2 separate regions of the Arabidopsis thaliana genome follow, and region 1 is linked to region 2. Evidence: chromatin contacts called from public ChIA-PET data. All regions are on one chromosome and are shown on one strand. Each heading gives the region's core, a stretch centred on a gene start, on an enhancer-like site or on the middle of the called end of the contact. The rest is flanking DNA. Distances are from core to core; before and after follow the strand shown. Region 1 holds the start of NF-YC9 (nuclear factor Y, subunit C9). Region 2 holds the start of AT1G08890 (Major facilitator superfamily protein).

Region 1 (5,387 bases), core at 2,236-4,735, 34 kb after region 2:
CGTGTTGATGGGTGTCGTGTAACAACATCAAACGATTCTTGTTCATTGCATCTCAATGAGTATTTTGATTTGTTAGATGTCACTGATGATGAAGAATGACCACTAAATTTATATCGCTATACTTTGTTTTGCGTATTGAAAGTTTATAATATTTATTTCATTTGTTTGTTGGTTTTGTTAAATACCGAGTTTGTTATCCAAGATCGAATTGAAATTCACATTTGGATATCGGTTTATTCTGGTTTACCCATTGGTGTATAAATTTATTAAAATTTAAGATGATATGGTAAACAAAAAGGGCGTTTGGTCTAGTGGTATGATTCTCGCTTAGGGTGCGAGAGGTCCCGAGTTCAATTCTCGGAACGCCCCTTTATAAACGTTATTATTTTTAAAAATTCTGAGCAGATTAGCGTAAATGACGTATCTTTGTCTTGAAAATGAGGAAATGATTACAAAGGAATTCGTGTAAACATTATTAAATTACCAAGTTTATGAAAATCAATGACTAATTGACTTATTTTGGTTCACATTGAAAAAAAGAAACTTTTTTATTTTTAACATGGGACAATCAGATCTCTCAGCGATACTCAAATCAGATGCTATAACAGTATCAGCGAATCAGATGCTGAAATCTCTAAAACTAAAAACTTGGTTTGGCTGTTGTTAGATTTTGAAACCTGAATCTGAATGGCATGGAATTGATTTCTTCTTCAACAATTGGAAACTCAGCTCTGTGTTTAACCCTAATCTCCATTCTCATCTTCTTCTTCCTCACTACAACCACCATTCCCACTTTCCCGGATCATCCTCTTCGTTCTCTTCTCGATGACTCCCAAATCACTACGAACAGTAGCTCAATCGTTAATCCCAAATCCTCTTGTGTCTCCTCTAGATCCCACGATAATGGCGGCGTCATCAACTATTTCTCCCTCCATTACTGTATCTTCAACGAAAACCTATTCTTCTCGATCCCAATATTGTCTCTTCTCATTCTTCTTCACTTTTACATACTCATTAAAACCGCTCAGACTCATTTCTCCACCGTCACTACAAAGCTCGCCGATCGTCTCAATCTCTCTCCAAGCATGGCTGCTGTGACTCTTTTAGCCTTAGGTAATGGCGCACCTGATGTCTTTGCCTCTGTTGCCGCCTTGCGTGGTGGTCAGTATCGAACCGGATTCGGAGCTATCTTATCCGCTGGAACTTTCGTCTCTGCCTTTGTAGTTGGGTTCGTTGCGATCTATGCAGCGCCGTTTCCGGTGGATGCTGCGTCATTTGTCAGAGATGTGCTTTTTTATTTGATTGCTGCTTTGTTCTTGTTCTATGTGTACTTGAGTGGTGAGATATTTGTGTGGCAAGCTATAGGGTTCGTTGGGTTTTATATATTCTTCGTTGGTTTCGTCTTCTGGATGGATTTTGGTACCAATGTTGAGAAAGGGAAAAGTATCAGTGAGGAAGAGAAGGATTTGTTGAGACTTCAGGATTGTGAGATTGCCGCAGGTTCTCTTGGGAGTTATAAAGCAGAGAAAGAACATCAATTTTCAGGAATTTTTCGGCTTTATGGAACGGTAAATTCTTCTTCACTCATCTTTGAGCTTTGTTTATCGATCATAATGCTGGAATTTTATGGTAGTATCATATTCAGCTACCAATTGTGAACTCCGATATTGTTTAGTTTAGATTATGCGTTTAAAGGTTTTAATTTGCTTCCTGTTTTCTTCTTAGTGTACTCTAAGGTTATGATAAGTCTCTGTGTTAGTCTAGTGAATGAGCATTTTCACTTGCTTAGGCGTTTTCAACTGGATTGTAGCTGTGTTGACAGCTCAGGAGCAATCGTTAGATCGGTTAGCTAGAGAGCTAACATGTTAGAAAGAAGTTGGGCAAAATGAGTTTGAGAGAATTTCGTAGGGTTTAGGATTGGGAACTGGTCAAGACTCGTTAATCAAGTCTCTCTATGATATGTATTCCTTTGGTGAATTCGACTCTAAAGGAGTTTACCTGTTTGGATCTTATCCAGGTTACTATATTTTTTCTGTTAGACTGCATTTAAGTTTGAAATAAGTTTAGTGAAGGTTGTCTGATTCTGCTTTTGCTGCTGTGATTGCAGATCTCGAGGATGTGGGAAACTCCTGTATCAGTTCTTTTGAACCTTACCATCCCAAAACCTTCTCCTTCGGAATGGTCTAGGTTTTATCGCTCTGCCAACATTGTTTTCTGCCCTTTTGCCCTTTTATACACTTGCAACTCTTTTGTACAACTAAACCACCCAATTTCATTCCTCTTTCCAAACACCCATCTCCCGCTTTGGCTTGTTGTCCTCTTCATGACGTCTTCCCTAGCGTTCCTCCACTTCACAGTAGAAAAACAACCACCAAAAACCGAGCAACTGCCGGTCATTGTTGTAGCTTTCATAATGAGTGTTTTCTGGATATCAACAATTGCTGGTGAGCTCCTTAACTGCTTGGCTGCGCTTGGAACCCTCCTTAAACTGCCTCCGGCGCTCCTTGGCCTAACCGTTCTTGCTTGGGGAAACTCGGTTGGTGACCTAGTTGCTGACGTGGCAGTTGCAAAGGCAGGTAGACCAGCAATGGCTATGGCCGGTTGTTTTGCAGGTCCAATGTTTAACATGCTTGTTGGACTTGGATCGGCCTTGGTGATGCAAACAGCTAATGTATATCCAGACGCTTACAAACTTGGATTCCATGTAGGTATTGTGATAGCTTTCGTCTTCTTGTTGCTTAGTCTAATGGGATCTCTGTTGGTAATAACCTGGTCTAGATTCCGAGTTCCGAGATTCTGGGGGATCTGTCTTGTTGGACTGTATGTTGCTTTCACATTTGTTAGTTTGATCATCGCCAGCGTTTCAACCTGATCATATGCGTGAAGTCTGCACATTGAATAATCTAGGGTCAACCAGGGTTCATTGTTTAGGAATTTTTGTTGTCTAGAAGGGAATTGCCAAAATTTTGAGCTCAGCTGATGGCCACCGCCAGACCAGTAATCTTCGAATCCCACAAAAAGTTCTTGTGATCGTCCGAGCCAGATTAGTAAAGTTTGGTAGATAGGTGATGGTAAAATATATGTGCTTTGGGAGAAGATTTTGACTCCCCCATCTGGTTTACTTTTCCATTGATTGTACTGGTCTTGTTTTTTTGGGTCTGTTATATATGTATAAACCACACATTTGTATTCTTTTGATATTAATGAGAAATACTTCATTGATCCTAGAATGTGTATTAGAGCAGAACAAAATGTTGATTCTGGTTCTTTTTTATGTGATTTGATTCTCTGTGAATGCCAAATATGTTGTGATACAACAAAACTACTTGTGAAATTTGAACCTCCAAAGAAGATAATTAAAGGTTGCCAATTAAATCCTAAGAAGATAATAAAAATGAATTAATTAATGTAAGAGATAAAACAAATCATGATCTGACAAGAGCAGAAGAATCTTGACATAAGCCCAATGGTTGACACGACACCCAGCTTTTAAAGCTCTTTCCACTTACTTCCCCTTGTCTTTCTAAATTCCTCCTCATTGTTAAAGTCGAAAAAAGGGTAAAGCAGCAAAACCCTAATAAAATCACAACAAATTAACACAAAAAAACCAGATCTTAAAACTCTCTCTACCCACCAAGAGGATCAACCAGTCTCTTCCCCTTCAGATTCTCCTTTCCACAGGTCACTCTCGTTTGCAGATTCTTTTTTTCAATTTGACTTGTTCTTACTTATATATTGTGGAATTCACATGATAAAATAATATGCTTGGTGTTGTAGGAACAATTCTAGTTGTTCTGTGTTAGCAGATTCTTTGTTCTGTCTATTTTGAAGGAAATTAAAGGCAATCCCTTTCGATATTTTCCTGTTTTCCTTATCAAATTTATGGGTTGGAATAAGTAGGTTGATGTATTGTCTTTTAATTCGAAGCTCAATTTTCATACTTATTGCTGTTTAGATCTTCAAGGTTAATCTAGAATTACAGATTAGACCATATATAAAGTAAATTCAGCAGATTCTTATTTATGTAAATTGTTTGTTAGCAACCTTATCTCCTTCACATTTCTTTAAAATTCTGGTCAGATGTTTCTTAAGAGCTTAGAATGAATCCCAAAGTTCTGTTTTTTTATTCTGGTAGTGAATGGATCAACAAGACCATGGACAGTCTGGAGCTATGAACTATGGCACAAACCCATACCAAACCAACCCGATGAGCACCACTGCTGCTACTGTAGCAGGAGGTGCGGCACAACCAGGCCAGCTGGCGTTCCACCAGATCCATCAGCAGCAGCAGCAGCAACAGCTGGCACAGCAGCTTCAAGCATTTTGGGAGAACCAATTCAAAGAGATTGAGAAGACTACCGATTTCAAGAACCACAGCCTTCCCCTTGCGAGAATCAAGAAAATCATGAAAGCGGATGAAGATGTCCGTATGATCTCGGCTGAGGCGCCTGTCGTGTTTGCAAGGGCCTGTGAGATGTTCATCCTGGAGCTGACACTCAGGTCGTGGAACCACACTGAGGAGAATAAGAGGCGGACGTTGCAGAAGAACGATATTGCTGCTGCTGTGACTAGAACCGATATTTTTGATTTCCTTGTGGATATTGTTCCCCGGGAGGATCTCCGAGATGAAGTCTTGGGAAGTATTCCGAGGGGCACTGTCCCGGAAGCTGCTGCTGCTGGTTACCCGTATGGATACTTGCCTGCAGGAACTGCTCCAATAGGAAATCCGGGAATGGTTATGGGTAATCCCGGTGGTGCGTATCCACCTAATCCTTATATGGGTCAACCAATGTGGCAACAACAGGCACCTGACCAACCTGACCAGGAAAATTAGCAAGAAACTGTGAGTCTTCCAGCTTCTTTTAGGCCTACCTTGTAGTCTTGGGGTTTTGTTTCTGTTTTCGAATAATGGTAACCTTTGTATAACTTATTTCAGTATCGTCTCAGTTTGGTACTATGTCAGTTTTGGTATTCTTATCTTATTGAAGTAAAAATGTGATAGTGTATTCGCTTTTCTCCCTGCAGCGTTCTAGTCTCGTCCAGGTGAAAGGAGGGAGACCTTAGACAAGAAAATGAAAAGAACATATCAGAATTGTCAAATTGGGTGTTGTAGAAGAATCTAAAGTGTTTATGTCTATCGATCCTTTTCTAAACGAGAAATTTAGGGATGAACCAGAAAGAAGAATGTATAAACTGTAAGAAACAAGTGTGCTTTTGACAAAAGTTTTTTTATTTGAATGTTAATTTCTGTGTCTTTATCACACATATTAAGTTATTATCCACAAAATGTATCTCATTGGATATTTAAAACAAAAGGACAATAATATTAAGGAAAAGACAAAATAGAAAATGACTTGGCCACTGTAGCCGCGTTAATAATGTGATAG
Region 2 (5,316 bases), core at 1,905-4,404:
ATTTTTCTTTCAGTGTCGTGATTCCCTTGATCTATTGTATGTATAAACATAATTTGGCTTCTGTTTTTTTCCAGGCTATTATGGAAGTAGGAGAGGTCATCCAGTTTTATGATTCTGATAAGCGGTTTCCTGCCTGGGGGTTTGGAGGAAGAACATCGGATGGTTCTGTGTCCCATGCTTTTAACTTGAATGGAGCATCATATGGCGACGAGGTAACTTACGAGACAGAAACTGTTATCTCCCTTTATTATTGGAGCTGATATTGTGTGCATACTGGTGTCCATTATTTGAAAACCATGAAACATTGCATTCTCAAAACTGCATGTTAAGTTTCACATTGCTTCATATTCTCTTTTCGTTTTCAGGTTGTTGGAGTTGAAGGAATCATGGTAGCTTATGCGAGTGCTCTTCGCAATGTTTCTCTAGCAGGACCAACTCTATTTAGCAATGTGGTCGACAAGGCTGCTCATACTGCTTCACAGTCACTCTCACAAAACAGTCCCAAGTACTTTGTTCTGCTCATCATTACGGTAAGAGACTGAACATTCAGATACGTAATGACTTTGGCCCAGTTCAGATCGAATGTGCATCTGTTACTAGTAAATCTATAGCTTCAATGACAAAAAAAATGGATGTGTGAACAGGATGGAGTCCTTACAGACATGGCGGGTACAGTAGATGCATTAGTGAGAGCTTCTGATCTCCCGTTGTCAGTTCTTATCGTCGGTGTGGGAAACACAGACTTCAAACAAATGGAGGTACAAGTTTTGTTTTGTCAAGTTAGGTTTTATATCTGTCTCTTTGCAAATAGTAAACATGCAGTGACTTGACCTTGTAAATATTTCAGATGCTTGATGCTGATAATGGTCGGCGGTTAGAGAGTTCTACTGGTCGAATAGCTACACGGGACATCGTTCAATTTGTCCCTATGAAAGACATCCATAGTGAGTTTTAAATTCCTTATGTACAACGGATAGTGTAAAGTGTTTAGATGCGTTTTGGATTGGTAGTAAATGTTTAATTTGGTGGGGTTGCAGGTGGACTAGTGTCGGTGGTGCAGGCACTTCTAGAAGAACTTCCCGGCCAGTTTCTGACCTATGTCCGTTCGAGAAAGATTAATCCGATCGGAGCTCCAGCAATTTGAGTTCAGCAGCATAGTCTAGTCTCTGTTTTTTCTTGCATAGAATTATTTTGGTGTCACCTTATTACCATAGTTATCATCATGTTCTCAATTTACTTAGGTTGGATTTAAACCGTAAGGTTTGTTAGAAAGAAAGAAACAAAAAACAGAACAGAATTTGCGAAATGTATATATATTTTAGCTTGTTTGCATCACAATAACATGATATAAACCACTGACGGTCTGACGCATCAAAGTAGATACGTTGGTAATATATGAAAATGTTAAATTATTTGCCGTCTTTCAGATAGACGCTGTTGAGCTTTGCATTATTAACGAAGGAAAACAAAAAAAAACATGGGATTCTCAATTGACACATGATTTCAAAATTAGGCAATTAATATTTTTGGAAAAATTAGATTGGAGATGCGGGGGATCGAACCCCGTGCCTCTCGCATGCAAAGCGAGCGCTCTACCATTTGAGCTACATCCCCATTTTGTTAAGTGTTCTGCGCTTATCTTTATTATAACAATTTTCAAGAACTCGATTCTTGGTAAGCAAAAAAAACTGCAGATGAAGGTAATTTAGCGAGCTAATTCAGGTGCGAACCAACAGATGAGGGTAACTTAGTGAAGTTAATTCAGGATTACCATGACTGAGGCAGTTAGGCCCAAAACCTAATGAGTTTTACTCCCTGGGTGAATTAAAAAATGAGTCTGGTTAAATTGAAACATGATCAAAGCAATGTTTAGTATTAGGCTCCATGAGTTGCATGTATCTGCAATAAAGAATCAAGTATGCATAGTTTGTGTTTCAAAATGTTTCTGGGTTGATATATCGATTAATTCAGTTCCATTGATACATGATTCGTTCCGAAATATCATATCATTCACTAATTAAACATACTTAGGCAAAAGCCAAATATACTTAGCTTTAAAACCTAATTTGATCCCCAAAAAACACCATCAGGGTCTATTTTACAAGTTCCGAATCCAAACAAGAGAACTGAACTAAGAAGTCTAAGAACCTCAGAACTCCTGAGAAGCAGATCCAATATCTCCTTTGTTCTTGCCAACCTTGGATGGCAAAAGAGTCTGATGAATATTTGGCAAAACTCCTCCATTCGCAATCGTCACACTTCCCAGAAGTTTGCTTAACTCTTCATCGTTCCTCACTGCAAGCTGAATGTGTCTTGGTACTATACGTGTCTTCTTGTTATCCCTTGCTGCGTTTCCCGCCAGCTCCAACACCTATCAACCCAAACCAAATCAAAATCAAATCAGTACAAGATCCAATTCAGATGTGACCAAATCGAAATTGAAAACCAAATTGGAAGACAAGAAAAATAAATTACCTCGGCGGCGAGGTACTCGAGAACAGCGGAGAGATAGACCGGAGCTCCGGCACCGACACGCTCGGCGTATTTACCGGATTTGAGGAATCTAGCGATTCTTCCGACGGGGAATTGAAGACCGGCTTTAGATGATCGAGAGACGGATTTGGTGGCCTTTGGCTTTCCTCTGCCACCTTTGGTTGTTCCGCTTCCTGCGCCTGTACTCATCGTCTTCTTCGAAATTTAGAACAGATAAACGATTTGATGAGAGTTTGAAGAAATCGAAGAGAAATGACTATTGTAGATGATCTGGGAATTGAGAAGATGAGTGGGCTTTAGGGTTTTGCTCTTCTCTATATGTATAGGCTACTAAGATTGATTGTGATTTGTTAGACTTTAGATCACACGGATTGCCAACGTGGCAGATCATCTACCCTTTCAATTATTATGTGATCTATGGTTCGTACATCTCCTTTTACTTTTTGAAAATAATGTACAAACGAAAAGTGATTTTAGTGAAATAGTCCTCCATTATTAAGCTTTCTATAATTTTAGACCCTGAATCTTGATCTGTTACAAGTTCATATTTTTAATTTACATCAATACATTTATTGTGGATTGATCATCCCAATGTATTGATGGTTATTTAAAAGATGGCCAGGGTTGATCGATTCGGTTTCATATGATTTTAGTTCTATGATGTAACCTTTATTGATCAAGCAACAAGAATAAATCAATAATTTATACGATAGCCGACATAAAGAGATTTCTATTATCTTACTATATATAGTCAACAAATATCTATAACAGTTGTTCACATGGGACACGACCAATGAGTCACTGCCAAATACAAGCTTCAAGAGTGAAGACTATTAAAGAACAGAGAAATACAGGGAAAAGCAATTAGGAGAAGGAACAAAAGAAGATGGAATCTGGAAGTATGAAAACACCTCTGGTGAATAATCAAGAAGAAGCAAGAAGCTCTTCTTCCATCACTTGTGGTCTTCTTCTTAGTACCTCCGTCGCTGTCACTGGCTCTTTCGTTTATGGCTGCGCTGTGAGATTTCATCATCACTCTTTCCTTTTCTTTCATTTGGTTTTCTAGTGTTCCTCATGGATCTCAACTAACATGCCTCAGATTGGAATTTTTATTTTTTTAATCAAAATCTGTTTTGAATTTGGTAATTGTTCAATAGCTGTTTTGTCTCAAAATTGTTATTTGAATATTATGTGATTTTGAGTTGATGTCAACTTGTGGCCTAATTTTGTGCACTATCATAATTTGAAGATGTCATATTCATCGCCTGCTCAGTCCAAAATCATGGAAGAACTGGGACTTTCCGTTGCAGATGTAAGTCATCCATGTGTGTGACCAAATCAATAACTAATTTTATTTTTTACATCGATAATCAATTATTACTCCTAATTTACTAAAATAATGGTCTATTTATATTTTGGCCAGTATTCGTTTTTCACATCGGTAATGACATTGGGAGGAATGATTACGGCCGCGTTTAGTGGAAAAATTGCTGCAGTTATTGGTCGTCGACAGGTAATTAAATTTTGTTTCGTATTCAAATGTTATTATGCCACTGTTTTTTTTTTTTTGTTTTTGATATTGTAGGACCTTCTAAGATGACGTAATATACACGTTATGATTTGTTCATCTCTTTGATCGCAGACAATGTGGATCGCGGATGTTTTCTGCATCTTTGGTTGGCTCGCTGTAGCCTTTGCACATGTTTGTTTCTCCAAATCTCCATCTTTTAAATTTATTTTTCACAAGTTTAGTATTTTTTAATAAAGTTAACATTTCATTTGCTGTGGTTTATTTTCAAGGATAAAATGCTGTTAAATATTGGTCGAGGCTTCTTGGGGTTTGGGGTTGGTCTCATTAGTTATGTGGTAATTAACTTTATCATCTGTTTTGAAAACAAATTATTTGTTACTTTTATAAAGTGTTGATATAGTAATTTCGTTTTACACCATTTGATTTGATCAAAACAAATAGGTTCCTGTATATATAGCAGAAATTACGCCCAAAGCATTTCGTGGAGGATTCTCTTTTTCCAATCAAGTAAGAATGAAACAAATTATATCAAACAGCTTATAATTTCAGAATATTTAATTTATTATTGTTATCTTGCGTTTGAACTTGCAGCTTCTACAAAGTTTTGGGATATCGCTCATGTTCTTCACCGGAAACTTTTTTCATTGGAGAACATTAGCTCTTTTAAGTAACTATATTTTTTCTCTAAATGAACTATATCTCAAATCATAAAAAATTATAATGTGTGTACTTAATTCACATTATTTAACTTATTCTTGATTTTCAATCTATGACTAGGTGCAATCCCATGTGGTATCCAAATGATATGTTTATTTTTTATTCCTGAATCACCTAGATGGCTGGTAATTCACACACTTAAAGTTTGTTTTTTATTTGTTTAATTGGTAATATTATATTTAAAAGGTACAGTCTACATATTAATGTTCATCTTAGGCTATGTATGGTAGAGAACGAGAGCTTGAGGTTACTTTGAAGAGGCTAAGAGGAGAAAATGGTGATATTCTCGAAGAAGCAGCTGAAATCAGAGTATTATTGTTTGTTCCGAAAATACTACTACTACTTTGGCTAACATATACGTATTTTGGTTAACTATTAATTCGGTTTAAAATGTGAAACAGGAAACAGTGGAAACCTCTAGAAGAGAATCTCGAAGTGGACTAAAAGATTTGTTCAATATGAAAAACGCACATCCGTTAATCGTAAGTCTCATCAAATACCTATCATTTATACAAATAATTTAGAAGAGATCGAGTTCTTATCTAGTTTTGTGACCTATTGATGATCAACTTAAT

The links. ChIA-PET counts read pairs in DNA pulled down with a chosen protein or histone mark.
Region 1: a contact with region 2 is called in an H3K4me3 ChIA-PET map of shoot, with 11 read pairs. The contact joins the promoter of NF-YC9 here to the promoter of AT1G08890 in region 2. A contact is called at or near these places in 7 of 26 Hi-C or Micro-C datasets (callus, cotyledon, leaf and 2 more), 1 of 2 datasets of contacts at active chromatin or transcription factors (shoot) and 1 of 3 other capture datasets (root).

The regions. Positions count from the first base shown.
Region 1 is chr1:2,879,006-2,884,392 of TAIR10.1, forward strand. NF-YC9 (nuclear factor Y, subunit C9) reads left to right here and starts at 3,486. Exons shown (of 3, transcript NM_179288.3): 1 at 3,486-3,681; 2 at 4,136-4,843; 3 at 5,026-5,337. The coding sequence starts at 4,139. The coding sequence ends at 4,834. CAX11 (cation exchanger 11) reads left to right here and starts at 501. Exons shown (of 2, transcript NM_100767.6): 1 at 501-1,568; 2 at 2,108-3,229. The coding sequence starts at 693. The coding sequence ends at 2,872. It overlaps AT1G08940 (Phosphoglycerate mutase family protein), which reads left to right. Exons shown (of 2, transcript NM_100766.3): 2 at 1-164. The coding sequence ends at 99. It overlaps AMI1 (amidase 1), which reads left to right and starts at 5,346. Exons shown (of 9, transcript NM_100769.4): 1 at 5,346-5,387. It also overlaps AT1G08950.
Region 2 is chr1:2,844,995-2,850,310 of TAIR10.1, forward strand. AT1G08890 (Major facilitator superfamily protein) reads left to right here and starts at 3,155. Exons shown (of 18, transcript NM_100761.4): 1 at 3,155-3,511; 2 at 3,743-3,805; 3 at 3,917-4,006; 4 at 4,136-4,195; 5 at 4,294-4,359; 6 at 4,466-4,531; 7 at 4,616-4,691; 8 at 4,802-4,866; 9 at 4,958-5,050; 10 at 5,143-5,223. The coding sequence starts at 3,380. H2AXA (Histone superfamily protein) reads right to left here and starts at 3,106. Exons shown (of 2, transcript NM_100760.5): 1 at 2,476-3,106; 2 at 1,900-2,371. The coding sequence starts at 2,682. The coding sequence ends at 2,150. It overlaps BON3 (Calcium-dependent phospholipid-binding Copine family protein), which reads left to right. Exons shown (of 16, transcript NM_100759.4): 12 at 75-212; 13 at 366-530; 14 at 645-758; 15 at 848-944; 16 at 1,038-1,356. The coding sequence ends at 1,144. It overlaps AT1G08870 (a tRNA gene), which reads right to left and starts at 1,614; the gene lies at 1,542-1,614.